Regions from separate parts of the Sus scrofa genome. Here all the other regions are linked to region 3. Evidence: chromatin contacts called from public Hi-C data. All regions are on one chromosome and are shown on one strand. The core of a region is the stretch at or near the end of the contact, and the rest is flanking DNA. Distances in the headings are between cores, read along the strand shown.

What was found. Hi-C and Micro-C count contacts between places; a contact is called where the count stands out from the background.
Region 1: a contact with region 3 is called in a Hi-C map of embryonic fibroblasts, with 3 times the contacts expected there. The contact joins the promoter of TSPAN16 here to the promoter of EPOR in region 3. A contact is called at or near these places in 6 of 47 Hi-C or Micro-C datasets (embryonic fibroblasts, fetal liver, liver and 2 more).
Region 2: a Hi-C map of liver shows a contact between it and region 3, with 9 times the contacts expected there. The contact joins the promoter of ECSIT here to the promoter of EPOR in region 3. A contact is called at or near these places in 5 of 47 Hi-C or Micro-C datasets (embryonic fibroblasts, epiblast stem cells, heart right ventricle and 2 more).
Region 4: a contact with region 3 is called in a Hi-C map of fetal liver, with 2.3 times the contacts expected there. The contact joins the promoter of ZNF653 here to the promoter of EPOR in region 3. A contact is called at or near these places in 2 of 5 promoter capture datasets (fetal liver and liver), 4 of 47 Hi-C or Micro-C datasets (fetal liver, liver, mesenteric adipose tissue and 1 more) and 1 of 2 datasets of contacts at active chromatin or transcription factors (alveolar macrophages).

Annotation. Positions count from the first base shown.
Region 1 is chr2:69,997,925-70,001,629 of Sscrofa11.1, reverse strand. TSPAN16 (tetraspanin-16) reads right to left here and starts at 2,451. Exons shown (of 6, transcript XM_021083874.1): 1 at 2,309-2,451. The coding sequence starts at 2,377.
Region 2 is chr2:70,168,673-70,172,030 of Sscrofa11.1, reverse strand. It overlaps ECSIT (evolutionarily conserved signaling intermediate in Toll pathway, mitochondrial), which reads left to right and starts at 1,269. Exons shown (of 8, transcript XM_013987373.2): 1 at 1,269-1,418.
Region 3 is chr2:70,067,417-70,070,685 of Sscrofa11.1, reverse strand. It overlaps EPOR (erythropoietin receptor), which reads left to right and starts at 1,865. Exons shown (of 8, transcript NM_214292.1): 1 at 1,865-2,114; 2 at 2,952-3,087. The coding sequence starts at 2,000.
Region 4 is chr2:70,153,073-70,156,690 of Sscrofa11.1, reverse strand. ZNF653 (zinc finger protein 653) reads left to right here and starts at 2,233. Exons shown (of 8, transcript XM_013987371.2): 1 at 2,233-2,595. The coding sequence starts at 2,291. ECSIT (evolutionarily conserved signaling intermediate in Toll pathway, mitochondrial) reads left to right here. Exons shown (of 8, transcript XM_013987373.2): 5 at 301-358; 6 at 475-623; 7 at 794-899; 8 at 1,460-1,829. The coding sequence ends at 1,710.

The DNA.
Region 1 (3,705 bases), core at 1,202-3,701, 70 kb after region 3:
ACAGAGGAAAGGTCAGTGTTTGCCGGGAGTAGGGGGGAGTGTTGGGTGGAGCACAGAGGATTTTTAGGGAAGTGAAACTATTCATTTGATGCTGAAATGGTGTGGATACATTTGTCAAAAGCCATGGAATAGGCAACACCAAGAGTGAACCTTAATATAAAGTATGAACTTTGGGGATTTCCTGCTGTGGTGCAACAGGATTGGCAGTCTTGAGAGCACTGGGATGCAGGTTCGACCCCCAGGCCTGGTACAGTGGGTTAAGGACCTGGCATTGCCGCAGCTGTGGCTTGGGTTGACACTGTGGCTCGGATCTGATCCCTGGCCCAGGAACTCCATATGCCGTGGGTTGGCCACAAAAGAAAAAAAAAGATAAAATACGGACTTTGGGTGATAATGATATCAATGTAGCTTCATTATACCAAATGTACTCTGCTGGGGAATGTCGATAATGGGGGAGGCTGTGTGTGCGGGGGCAGGGTTTATACAGGAAATCTCTGTGCCTTCTGCTCAATTTTGCTGTGAACCTAAAACTGCTCTAAAAAATAGTCAAGTTGAAAAGAGGAAAAACAATTTCTTTAAAAGGGAAAAAAGCAGCAAAACAAAACCCCATGTTTGTTTTGCTGCTTTTAAAAGGTACAGACAAAAGTCTAGAAGGATATAATGATACTTATTGAGCCACATTCCCATGATGGGCATAAGCCTTTTAAATGCATTATCTTGTTTAACTCCCATCAAAATGTACATCACAGGTAAGGAGAGGAGGAGTGATTTTTTTTTTTTTTTGGGTCATTTCTAGGGCTGCACCGCAGCATGTGGAGGTTCCCAGGCTAGGGGTCTAATCGGAGTTGTAGCCACCAACCTACACCAGAGCCACAGCAACTCTGGATCTGAGCCACATCTGCGACCTACACCACAGCTCAAGGCAATGCCAGATTCTTAACCCACTAAGTAATGCCAGGGATCGAACCTGCAACCTCATGGTTCCTAGTAGGATTCGTTAATCACTGAGCCATGACGGGAACTCCGAGGAGGAGTGATTTTTAATTTTCTTCTCTTTCCTGGCAGCCTTTACTCATACTGTTTTACTATTAAAAACAATGACTTCTGGAGTTCCCGTTGTGGCCCAGTGGGTTAAGAACCTGACTAGTATCCATGAGGATGCTGGTTCTATTCCTGGACTCAATAAGTGGGTTAAGGAAAATAAACAAAAAAGAAAGCAACTACTTCTTTAACAGTGAATATTTCAGATTACTTTTTTTGAGGTGGGGGGCTGCATCTGCTGCAAGTGGAAGTTCCCGGGCCAGGGGTCAAACCCAAGCTGCAGCTGCAGCCTGTGCTACAACCTCAGCAATGCCAGGTCCTTAACCCAATGAGCCACCAGGGAACTCCTTGGGTTACTTTTACAGTAAGAAAAAAATGGTTTGAAAAAATGTAAAGGACAGAGAGTTCCTGTGGTGGCTCAGTAGGTTAAGGATAGGACTAGTATCCATGAGGATGCAGGTTCAATCCCTGGCCTTGCTCAGTGGGTTAAGGATCTGGCATTGCCGTGAGCTGTGGCGTCAGTCACAGACACAGCTCGGATCTGGCATTGCCATGGCTGTGGTGTAGGCTGGCAGCTGCCAGGCAGGCTCCGTTCTCTCCACCTCCTGCCCAGAACCCCTCATCCCATGATCCCTCATCCCGCCAGGGCTCTTCTCCCTGTGGGCTCTGCAATCCCCACCCCCCTAGCCTGAGGACCTCCATATGCTGCAGGTATGGCCCTGAAAAAATGCAAAACAAAATTTAAAAAAGTAAAGAACCAGAGTTCCCGTCTTGGCGCAGCGCAAATGAATCTGAGTAGGAACTATGAGGTTTTGGGTTTGATCCCTGGCCTCCCTCAGTGAGTTAAGGTTCTGGCATTGCCGTGAGCTGTTGTGTAAGTCACAGATGTGGCTCAGATCCTGCGTTGCTGTGGCTATGGCGTAGGCCGTCAGCTGTAGCTCTGATTTGACCCCTAGCCTGGGAACCTCCATATGCAGCAGATGAGGCCCTAAAAAGCAAAGGGAAAAAAAAAAAAGGTAAAGGACCCAGAGAAGGCAGAGAAATAAAGGACTCCTCTGCCTGATTTCAGCAGCTCTGGGTCGTTGGAGGCGACGCCTGGTCCCAGAGCGTCCTGCTCCTCGTCAGTCTGCCCTACATCCCTCCTGGTTCCCTAGGGACCACAGATCTGGATGCCAGTGAATTAGATCAACTTATTTCTGTCTTTGAAGGAGCCAGCTGTGGAGGAAGGGCTGCAAAGCCCCCAGGGACCGGATTGTGACATACTTACAGCCATGATGCCATTGAAGAAAGATAACAGTTTCTTCAAGGAATAATACGTAGTGTGTACTTCAGCCATGTCGGCCAGACTGGTGTGCTCTGACCATTTAAGTCAGCATCTTCCTAAACCTCTGGGCTATGTTTTCCAAGATGGTAGAGGTTTGGGGGCACCAAAGCTGACCTGCTCTGCCCCCTCTCTTTCCTGATTGCCTCTTTCTCTGCATGGAAGGGGGTCTAGCAGCTGCCTCTCTTCAGTCATCAGCCTTTATCACATCACAATCAGATGCCAGAGCAAGGATCCTAGTGCTAGGGAAGTAGGTGCCCCAAACTGCACCCTGCTGGTTCCTCATTCTCCAAATGGGTCACACCAAGGATGGAGAAGAGACATGGTGTGCCACCCTGGTACCCCTTTGATGCTACCCAGGCCCTGTGGGCATAGTGCTCAGCACTGACCAACTATGTAGCTAATGCCCCCACTAGACTGGAACCTCCTAGTGGACAGGGGCCTGGGTTCTCCTACCCATGGCTATGTTCCCAAAGCCTGATACACAGTGGTGCTCAAGAAACCTCTGTGGAATGAACAAAGAGGTTCCACAAAGCAGGAATCTAGCTGCAAGCCTTCAGGTTCCCCAAGTCCCTCCCTACACCTTAGCTCACTGAGTTCATCCTCTTCACAGAGCTCAGAGAGGCCAAGGTAACTGCCCACAGCCACACAGGCAGCAGAGCCAAGGCTGGGCTTTGGAGTTCCCAGAGTGATACAAAGGTAAGAACTCAGACCCCTGTGTACCTGAGAGCCTGTACTTTCTCCATCCAAGGTCTGCTCATCCACAGCTAGTGAAGATACTGTCCTTGAGCCCATGTGTCATTGATCACTAGGCCTTTCTTGATAACACAGACACAGAGGGCATCTCACAGCAAAAAAATGTACTTGTAGGCTCTGATGGCTCCCAGGCCCAGTTCCTTGCAGCCACTAGCCCCTACTGTCTCTCTCTCTCCACCCCATCTAGGTCCAAGCCTGTGCTCCTCCGTGCAGCTTGTCTGTGGCCAGGTCCTGGAGGGCTCAGGGTTTTCATGATCTTCGGTAACTCCCAAGGCCCAACTAAAGAAAGAAAATACTTTCCACTTGAATTAACTGAATGAATGTTTGTCAAATTGCCTGCTCCTTGGAACATGTAAAACTAAGCAAGATGTTTCTGAAGGCGTCACTGTCTCCTCCCTGGACCATGGGTCACATCAATGCTAGGAGTGCGTCCTTCCACATCTTTTTCTAAAAGGTCATTTGAAATAAGGAGCCTCAGAACTAGGATCTGAGGGCCCAAAAATAGGAGTACAAAGGTGGGGAGAAAACAGAGGCAAAGAGCAGGACAGAAGGACGGCAAAAGAGGGAGGGAAAATGAAGGACAGATA
Region 2 (3,358 bases), core at 20-2,519, 100 kb before region 3:
CACATACCAACAGCTGGACACAACTACATAATGGAATCCCACATCAGAGACCACCCCAGATTGGCATTGTCAGTCAGACCTTTATACCACCGCTGAGACACAGAGTTTCACACACACACACACACACACACACACACACACACACACACACGAAGTCAGAGATTCATATAGGTACAGGCACACACTGGTAGACACAATCACACACAGATATGTAAAGGGCTATAACAGTCACATGTGTCTTGATGGTGGGACAATCATTTATCCACAAGTTGGGGACACATGGGGTGTCATAAACACAGTCATCTACCCACTAGTGTTCAGACATGCAATCACACACACATTATTGCATGGACCATCAAAGAAATGTTGACACACCTAATCCCAGCCCCTCAGAATTCTGGGACAAATTCCACATCCTTCCACACACACAGAATGACAGACACCCAGAAGCTGATACAATCACAAGTGCACATGCAGCTACTGACACGTGGACACACAAAGTCCCACATGTACCAATGTCCACACTGACACACGTGGGGACTATCCCTGACCTACCCTCATACAGCCACACACAAACGTACACACCTTTGTTTGAGTTCTGAGAAACTACGAAAACCCATGAAAACATCCACACTCTATCGCAATCTCACACACACATACGCACACACACACAATTGTGAACATGCACACTACCCTACAGGATCCTCAACCGTCCAAGCGAGGGAGGTGGAATAAGGTATTAGTGTGAATCCCCCATAATAACAGTAGCAAACGCTTACATGGCTGTTCTGCATAGATTAACTCCATTATTCCATAAAACAAAGCCCAAAAAACAAACAAAACAAAAAACAAAAAACCTCTACGAGGTTATTATAATTGGCCATTTCAGAGGTGAGACTATTGAGGCACAGACAGGTTAAGCACTAGTCCAGACTCCAGGAGCTAGATTAGCAGTCCTTCTTCTTCCCTAACGTCAGCGCCGAATCAGCGCCTGGCACACAGTAAGCCTTCAAATGTTCGTTGAAAAAATGAGGGAATCCACATTACTTAGACCTTTAATATTTCATTCCCGTATTTCAGGTGGGCACTAGGACTGTCAGTTGAGTTCACCCGCTGCCTGAGTCCAATGTCCCAGCTCCGAAACCGCACAGTCTCTCCTTCCCGAACCAAGCTCGCTCATTCGTGGGGAGTCCAGCTTGCCTCGTTAGGGGAGGGGCCTGACTCACCACGAGGCGGGGCCAAGGTCGCTGCGCCTTTTTATTGGTGCTCCTTTCTTCGAGGCGGGACCTCTCTTAAACTGGCGCTGTTGATTTGCCGGCTCCCTGGTGGCCCGTGACCCAGAAGATCTTCGTGCAACATGGCGGCGCCCAGGGGCAAGACATAACCGGCCCGGATTCCGCGGCCGTCCGCGTGAATAGGTAGGTCCCACGCGGGGAGGCAAGCGTGAATTTATGAGCCCTGGGGCAGCCCCTTTGGGGCCAGCAGCGCGGAAGGGCGGCCCCAGGAGGATCCCGGCTGCCGGGGCCAGGGCACCGTGACCTTTTCGGGTACACGGCGGGACGTTCCGAGGAGAGCTGCCTTCTGTGTACCCGCCTCCCCACATCCCTAATCTCTAATCTTGGAGATGAGACAGCTGAGGCTCAGAAAAGTTAAAGCCGTCTCCCAAGGTCACGCCACAGGTTGGCAGCTAGGCTAAAGTTCGCTTCTTTCTCCCAAGGGCGTCAAAATCCTAGCAGCCAGCCTCAGAGCTGCTGTAGGTACACCCTGCCTAGGGGTTCAGATTTATAGAAGCTTTGTAGAAATTTAGCTCTTCTTATTCATTTGATATTTGTTGGGTACCTACTATATAGCAGGCACTATCCCAGGTGCAAAAGAGACAGCAAAAAGGAAGACAGACAAAAATCTCTGGTCTCAGGAGAGCTAGACGTTGAACAAATCAGAAGTAAATGAAACGTGACTTCAGATGCTAATTGCTAAAAATTCATTCATCAGGATGATGGGGCTTTAGATTGGGAATGGGGCAGTAGTCAGGGAAGGCGTCTCATTTGAATATAGACCTGAATAACCAGGCACAGCAATGAACTGACCTGGGGAAGGAATTTCCAAACAGGGAAAAGCAACCTCAGAGGCTCTGAGACTAGATAAAGTCAGCTTGTTTAAGAAACAGCGTAATGGGAGAGTTCCCTGTTGGTCTAGTGGTTAGGATTCAGAGCTTTCACCTCTGCAGCCTGAGTTCAACCCCTGATCTGGGAACTGAGATCCCACAACAAGCTGCTGCACACTGCAGCCAAAAATAAATAAAAATTAAATAAAATTTAAAAGAGAAATAAATGGTGTAGCTGGAGCTTCCAGTAATAACAGTTGAGTTTGGAGGGATGGAGCCTGTCTGATTTTTATCTCATGTGATGTGCAATTAGTGACTTTAGCCGGAGAACACTTTAGTTTACATTTTAAAAAAGCTCCCTATGACCACTTTAGGGAGAACTGGCTGGAGGCAGGTAAGGAAAGGAGTGTGGGTAGATGAAGAGAGGTCATGGACTGGAGTTGTGGCTTGCAGATGGAGAGAAATGGGATTGTTTGAGGTGGATCTGGATGTAGCAACATGAGCAGCTGATGAATTGGTTGGGGAAGTGAGGAACACAGTGGACTCAGAACCAGGTTTGTGGTTGATTGACTAGGAATGATGGTGTAATGACATCAGGCAAGGATGAGATGGAACAAGTTTAAGCAGGGGCATAAGTTAGGCGCAAAATAAGTTTGAGATGGCTAGGTATACACCAAAGTGGCAGTTAGGTATGGAAGCTGGAGCTCAGGGATGGTGATAACCATTGGGAACTATCAGCACATAGATCTTCATTTCTCAGACTTTAACACACATAAGAGAAATGTGGACTTTTGTTTAAATGCAGATTCTGCTTCAATAGGTCAGGGTTAGGGCTGAGATTCTGCATCCAAATAATGATGCCAATACAGCTGCTCCCTGAATAGCAAAGGTTTAGATTAAGGTCTAATCTCAGCTGGATGTTAGAGTCATTGGAGTGCTTTAAATGCTGATGCCTGGGCCCTACCTCTAGATATTCTGATACAATATATCTGGGGTATGGCCTGGGCATGTGATTCTTTAAAGCTTCCTAGATAATGCTGAAATGAACAAGGTTTGAGAACTATGAGAGCTGCCTACAGAAATACAGAGAGAACACCTCTCTTGGAAGCTGAATGATACCTTACGGTAGCAGACAGACAAGTTCAAAGTGTAGGACTCTTTGCAGCATTATTACTCAAAAGACAGCATTAAGCATCACATAGAAGTTTGTTAGATTAAAAAAGTCTTTGGCTCCACCCTAAACATTCTGAATCA
Region 3 (3,269 bases), core at 616-3,115:
GATACAGAAATGAACAAAATGTTCTAGTGAAAGTGGTGAATCAATAACAAAATGTCAGGAGTTCTGTTGTGGCTCAGCAGTAACGAACCTGACTGGTATCCATGAGGACGAGGGTTCGATCCCTGGCCTCGCTCAGTGGGTTGCGGGTTTGGCATTGACATGAGCTGTGGTGTAGGTCACAGAGGAGGCTGGGATCCCACATTGCTGTGGCTGTGGCGTAGGCCAGCAGCTGTAGCTGTTTCGACCCCAGCCTCGAAACTTCCATATGCCAAGGGTGTGGCCCTACAAAGAAAAAAAAAAACGACCAAAAAAAGCCCCCATCAAATACATATTAGATATAATAAGTATAGGGAATGCAAAATACTACTACTACTACTACTAAACTGTTTAAGGGCTGATGGGGAGAGTGTGGAGTGAGAGGGTTACTTTTGTTTGTTTTTGTTTTTGTCTTTTTAGGGCTGCAGCTGTGGCACATGGAGGTTCCCAGGCTAGGGGTCTAACCGGAGCTGCAGCTGCCAGCCTACACCACAGCAACACCAGATCCGGGCCACATCTGTGACCTACACCACAGCTCACAACAACGCCAGATCCTTAACCCACTGAGCGAGGCCAGGGATGGAACCCACAACCTCATGGTTCCTAGTTGGATTCATTTTAAATAGGGTAATCAAGGAGGCTTCACTGGGGAGGTGATATTTAGACAGAGGCCTGAGTCAAGTTTAGGTGTGGGAGAGTTCCCTGATGGTGTAATGTTTAAAGATTCAGTATTGTTAGAGTTTCCTGGTGGTGCAGCAGGTTAAGGGTCTGGAGTTGTCACTGCTGTGGCTTGGGTCACTGTTGTGTGGCTTCAATCCCTGGATCAGGGATTTCCCCGTACCAGGGATGGCCTAATAAATAAATAAATAAATAAGTGAAGGAGTGAGCCTTGGGGATACTCAGAGGAAGAATCTTACAGGTGGAGGGAATAGATAGTACAGAAGTCCACATTAGCTTCATCATCACACAGTTTCTCCCCTCCTAGTGACAAAGATGTCTTTGGCTACTCCACCTGCATCCCTCATCACCCAATAGAAAGCAGCACCTCCTTTTCCTAGGAACTCAAGGAAAAGGCTCAGGATGGAAGCCTATTGGGTCCCCTTGTGTTACATGCTCTCCCTGAACCAATCACTGTGTTCCAGGGAATGGAGCTTTCTGATTGGCTAATCTATGGCAGGCTGATGCAATAAGGTAAGTACCACTCCTCCCCCAGGCAGGTACCTCTGTCTCGGGGGTTTTACCTCAGTTTAAGCTTAGCTCAAGGGAATAGCTTTTATGGTTTGTTCTATACTTTCAAGATTATTAAAGAACTGCACACTCCTTGTAGAATAAAATCCCAAGAGTGTACAAACATAAGCGTTAAAAGTCTTTTTCCAAAAAAATCACAAATGAAATCTCACACTCCAGAATACATGTAATTTTACAAACACAAGCTCATTCATGCATGCTGTCTGGCAGCACTGCCCAACAGTGTGCAAACACTCAAATGTGCCTCATTATTACAATTATTTTTTTCCTCCTCAGACGGGGAAGAGATGTTGATTAGTATGATAATATCAGTAGCTTACGTTTTCGGAATGTTTGCTATGTGCCAAGCCAGGTTTTATAGATGAGAAGGCTAAAGACCAGATAATGTAAGTCACCTGTCCAGGATCACACAGCAAAGAAAGTGTGTCCATGCAGAAACCAGAGCTCTTCCCACCCCCACCCGCAAGGAGCCACGGGGGCTCTGGAGGGCCCCTGCCCTCTCCAGGCCCAGCAGGGCGTCTGCCTCTCTCTTATCTCAGCCCTGGCTGCCTGCTAGTCCCGCCCCCTCGGGGGAGCTGCCACTTGGAGGCGCCTGGCCGGGAAGGGCCTGGTCAGCTGTGTCCGGTGGAGGCAGCTGCTGACCCAGCTGTGGACTGTGCCGGGGCGGAAGAAGGGGGGGCAGGAGCCCTGGGCCCCCCGTGGCAGGGGCTGCATCATGTATCATTTCGGGGCAACCCTCTGGCCAGGAGTTGGCTCCCTCTGTCTTCTGCTAGCTGGGGCCACCTGGGCTCCTTCACCCAACTCCCCCGACGCCAAGTTTGAAAGCAAAGGTAAGGATGGACCTGAGTTTGGAGGGAAATGCTGGGGCCTGAACGTCCAGCCTGGGTCCTGGGGTCTATGCCGGTTTTTGAACCTTCAATCTATGTTCTGGGGGCCCAAGCTGATATCTGAGCCCCTAGACTGGGACCTGATATAGCATGCTGGGGTCTATATCCCCAGGCTGGGTTCTAGCAGAGAAGTTACAGAGGGGCATTAGAGTCCTGTTTTATCTTTTCAGGGACCCTGGTAACATGCTAAACCCTAAATGGGAAAGAGCTGGTGCTGGGTCTAGGCCCTGCTGTCTAGAGTCTCTGAGGTGAGGGAGCCGACCCTCTAGAGGGGGAGGGAGGATTAAACCTAGGTCCTAGTCAGAGGGGCCGGACCGCAGGCTACTGTAAACACGGTTTTCAAGCAGACGCCAGATCCCTGGGTCCGCGGAGTTGAGGGAGGGGGGCAAGGGGCACGGTTGGCGCTATCGGGCAGCCGGGAGCCTGCCGGGGCCGATAGGGGGCCCCGCCTCCTACACACACACACTCACCCGCACGCATGTCTTGAGTTGGGGCGGGTCGGGTCGCGGGAAGCGGAGGCCTTGAATGCAGCGCTCAGCTCAGCCCGTCTCGGGGTGGGCGGGTGTGTGTAGCGAGACAGTAAGACACGCAACCGACGCTTGGGAGTTCGGGGGGCACCACTTCTGCGGACCCCTGGAAGGGCCCCCGCTTGGGCAGTGCGCGGGGCGGGACATTTCTTATCGGTTCGCACAGGCAGCGGGAGGGAGGGGAGGATGCCTTGGCCCGAGGACGAGGACGGGTCTCGGGTCTCCTGACCCCCTCCTCTGCCCTCATCCCCAGCGGCCCTGTTGGCAGCCCGCGGGCCTGAAGAGCTTCTGTGCTTCACCGAGCGGTTGGAGGACTTGGTGTGCTTCTGGGAGGAAGCGGGAAGCGCTGGAGTAGGCCCAGAAGACTACAGCTTCTCCTACCAGCTTGAGTGAGTCCAACGAAGCAGGTGGAGCGCCCTACAGGGGTAGGGGATGGGCGGGGCGGGCAAAGTTCCCCGGAGCTCGCACCTTGGGATGTCTCCTGGTGTCGGGGCCGGATGGCACCTCTGCTGGTGGTCACTAGTGGGAAGCCCGCGGGGTCAGGGTTGACACGCCCCTTAGTGGCCGGGGC
Region 4 (3,618 bases), core at 984-3,483, 86 kb before region 3:
GTGAGCAAACTGAGGCATGGGGGGTACAGTGACTTGGCTAAGGTCACACAGACAGTGGCAGAGCCAGTGGGCTGGCTGCAGGGTGCCATGTGAGCATCTCCATTGTCAGCAGCTCTTGCCAAACTGGATAGAAGCAAGAAGGTGGTGGGCTTGAGTGATGTTGTTGGAGGCCCAACAGACAGGCCCAAGAAAGGCTCTGAATTCGCTGGATTCCCCCTTCCTCGTTTCTCTCTCTCCCGCCTCTGTAGGGGCTGTAGGGGCTGTGGGAGCTGCAAGATCCACCCTGACTTTTCCTTGCAGATGTCTTTGCCTGAAGACTCCAAAGATGCAGTGGATCCCACAGAGCCACACATTGTAGGTAAGGTCCTGCGGTTGGGGCGCCAAGTTCCCACTGGACCTGCTGGGTGGGCTTCCTGGGCCTTTGGGCACAGCCCCTCAACCAGGACACCCCGGATATGTGTGTCTCCACACCAGGAATCCAGAGTCCTGATCAGCAGGCCGCCCTGGCCTGCCACGACCCAGCCCGGCCTATCTTCGTCGAGGGCCCCTTCTCCTTGTGGCTTCGAGACAAATGTGTCTATTACCACATCCTCAGAGCTGACCTGCTGCCCCCTGAGGAGAGGGTGAGGGCCCAAAGTGGGAGTCTGGGGTGGGGAGAATGAGTAGGCTTAGAGATAAGGAGGAGTGTGGGAGGGAAGGGGGGAATGGAAGAGCAGAGACCCAGGGGAGAGGTGGCAGGTGACTGGGACATCCTGGGCCGCTGACCCTGCCTGCACCCTCCTCCCTGGGGTAGAAAGTGGAGGAGATTCCAGAGGAGTGGAGCCTCTACTACCCGATGCAGCTAGACCTGGCCTACGAGAGGAGCGGCTGGGATGACTACAAGTTTAACATCAATGAAGGTACAAACTGGGATGGATAGGATTCCGAACACTGCATGGGATGAGGCTGGAGTCGAGGGGTAGGGCCCAGGTGGCGACCTAGCCCAGTAACACACAACAGAGGCCCAAGTACACACACACACACACACACACACACACACACACACACACACACACACACACACACCCCTCCTAAGGGCTCCAGATCTGTCTGCCTCAGTCATTTCCTCCTACACATTTATGGAGCACCTCTGTGCTGGCTACTCAGCATGACCCTCAGGCAGTTCAGGCCAATGGTGGAACAGGCAAGTTGCATTCTTGAGGTCCCAGATGAGGAGCACACAACTCAGTCTCAGGTGGGAGTCAGGAGGCTTTCCTGGTGGAACCTTGAATCAGGAGGCATCACCCAGGTGAAGTGTGGGATGGACAGGTTAGGCAGACGGATGGAATAGCTTGAGCAAAGGCTTAGACACACACAAAGTCCAAAGGAAGCTTAAAGCTCTCTTGGTCTGAAGGGGTGTGGGCATGAGGGACTGCTGCAGTTCCCACTGCACAAACTAAGGGCCTGTCTCTCCCAACAGTGGAGGAAGGCCCTGTCTTCGCCATATGCATGGCGGGTGCCCATGACCAGGCCACACTGGCCAAGTGGATCCAGGGTCTGCAGGAGACCAACCCAGCCCTGGCCCGGATCCCGGTGGTCTTCCGCCTGGCAGGGTCCGCTGGGGAGCTTCTGGCGTCCTCCTCAGGGCCGGAAGGGTCCTCCCCACCCCCATCGGAGGGCCAGGAAGAGGAGGACGACAATCAGCAGAGACAGCAGCAGGGCCAGAGCTGAGCCTGAGCGGTCATAGGTGCACAAGCTGTGGACCGGTGTGAAGGGGTGAGGTAACCTTTGAGTGTTCAGCAAATAAATAAAAGTTTTCCGGCTTGGGGCTGCCTGGCCTCCTCTCTGGCAGTGTGGTTCCCAGCCCCTTTAACGCCTGGTGTCGCGGCTTCTCAGGGGCCCGCCAGCATTCAGAACTGACAAGTTGGGGCCCAGGCCTTCTCTCTCCCTTCACCTGGCCCTCACTCTTTCCTTGTCATCCCCAGAAAGCATTCAGGATGAAGGTGCGGAGGAAGAAGGCTCCAACCCCCCAGGCTCTACAGGCTCTCCTGGCTCTCTTTTCTCGAGTCAGACTCAAACTTCAGTTTTCCCTTCCCTTTCTGCGAAGTCAGAGAGTTTAACTGAAAAGGGAAAAAGATAGCGGATTTTTGCCCGCGCTTACTGCGCGCGTGCGCAATTTCCGCTCGCGGTCTCCTTTTGGCGCCGCGGGGCAGTGAGAGTCCATGAGAAATTTCCCGTCGGCGCGGAACATGCGCGCCACTTCCGGCCGGGCTCCTAACAACGGGGGAGGCTGGTAACCAGGGAGGGGGGGATGGCGGAGCGGGCGCCCGAGCCCGAGGCGGAGGCGGAGGCTGAGGCTGAGGCGGGCGCAGGCGGGGAGGCGGCCGCCGAGGAAGGCGCGGCGGGTCGCAAGGCGCGGGGTCGGCCGCGGCTTACGGAGTCGGACCGGGCCCGGCGGCGGCTCGAGTCCCGGAAGAAGTACGACGTGCGGCGCGTGTACCTGGGCGAGGCGCACGGGCCCTGGGTGGACCTGCGGCGCCGCAGCGGCTGGAGCGACGCCAAGCTCGCCGCCTACCTCATCTCGCTGGAGCGCGGCCAGCGTAGCGGCCGCCACGGGTGAGGGGGCTCGGCCCGAGGGAGGAAGGGAGGAAGGGAGGGAGGGAGCGAGGGAGGAGACGCCCCCATCCCCCGCTGAGCTTGGTCCCGCCCCCTCCACCCCAGGCCCCTCCCCTGGCACCTGTGAGCCCCGCCCAGCGCAGGGACTGCAGGCCTGAGTCTCTGACTGCTGGTCCTGGGACGCGCCTGGCTCGTGGCTCCGCCTCCTGTCGCTCTGAATGCCCAATCCTAGGATGCGCCCAGCCTCTCAACCCGCCTCCTGGGCGCTTGGCCCCGCCCTCTAAAGCTCTGGCTGCCCAATCCTGGTTCCCGGCTCACCTCCAAGCATTCTAAAAGTCCAGGCCCTAGAGGGGTGGCCCGCCTCCTGAGGCTTCAAGGGTCGGAGGTCCCTGCTGGCCTCCGGACTTTCACAGGCCTCATCCCCTAAAATCTCCACAGTGTAGCCTGGGGTTGTGACTGGACACCCCAGGCCACACAGCACTATCCTTCATGAGGTTCGTGACCCATCTGGGACTGCATGTGACCCCATTCCCTAGGCCCCACGTTCCCAGAGGACTGCTCACAATCCAAGCTGCATACCCCTAAACCTTTTGGCTCCTAGGCTGCAGCTCTGCTCAGTGAGACTCGGGTGAAGAGGAAACCCCGAGTTAGCTGCTCAGGTGGAGGGCAGGGGCCTTGCAGAATCTCATTCTTGACAATGAGCAGTATGGATGGAATTTTTCTCTTCTTGTCTTATACGTTGATGTGATGATTAAATGAGTTAAAATAGAACAAAGGGCTTAGCACAGTGCTTGGGGTACATAGTGAGAAGTCCAGGTATTAGCTGTTGATTTTGTTCTCTGTCATGAACAGTGCTGCCACAAGGTCCTTGATCTGCCCTGGTTTTCACTTGTACACATCCACATGTTTCTCTGGGGGAGATTCTGAGGGCTGACTCAACCAGAACCTGGTGAATTGTACCCACCCAGAGTGGCAGGCTAGTTTATATTCCCAAGAGTAGGCAGGAAATGCTGGGCGCTTATG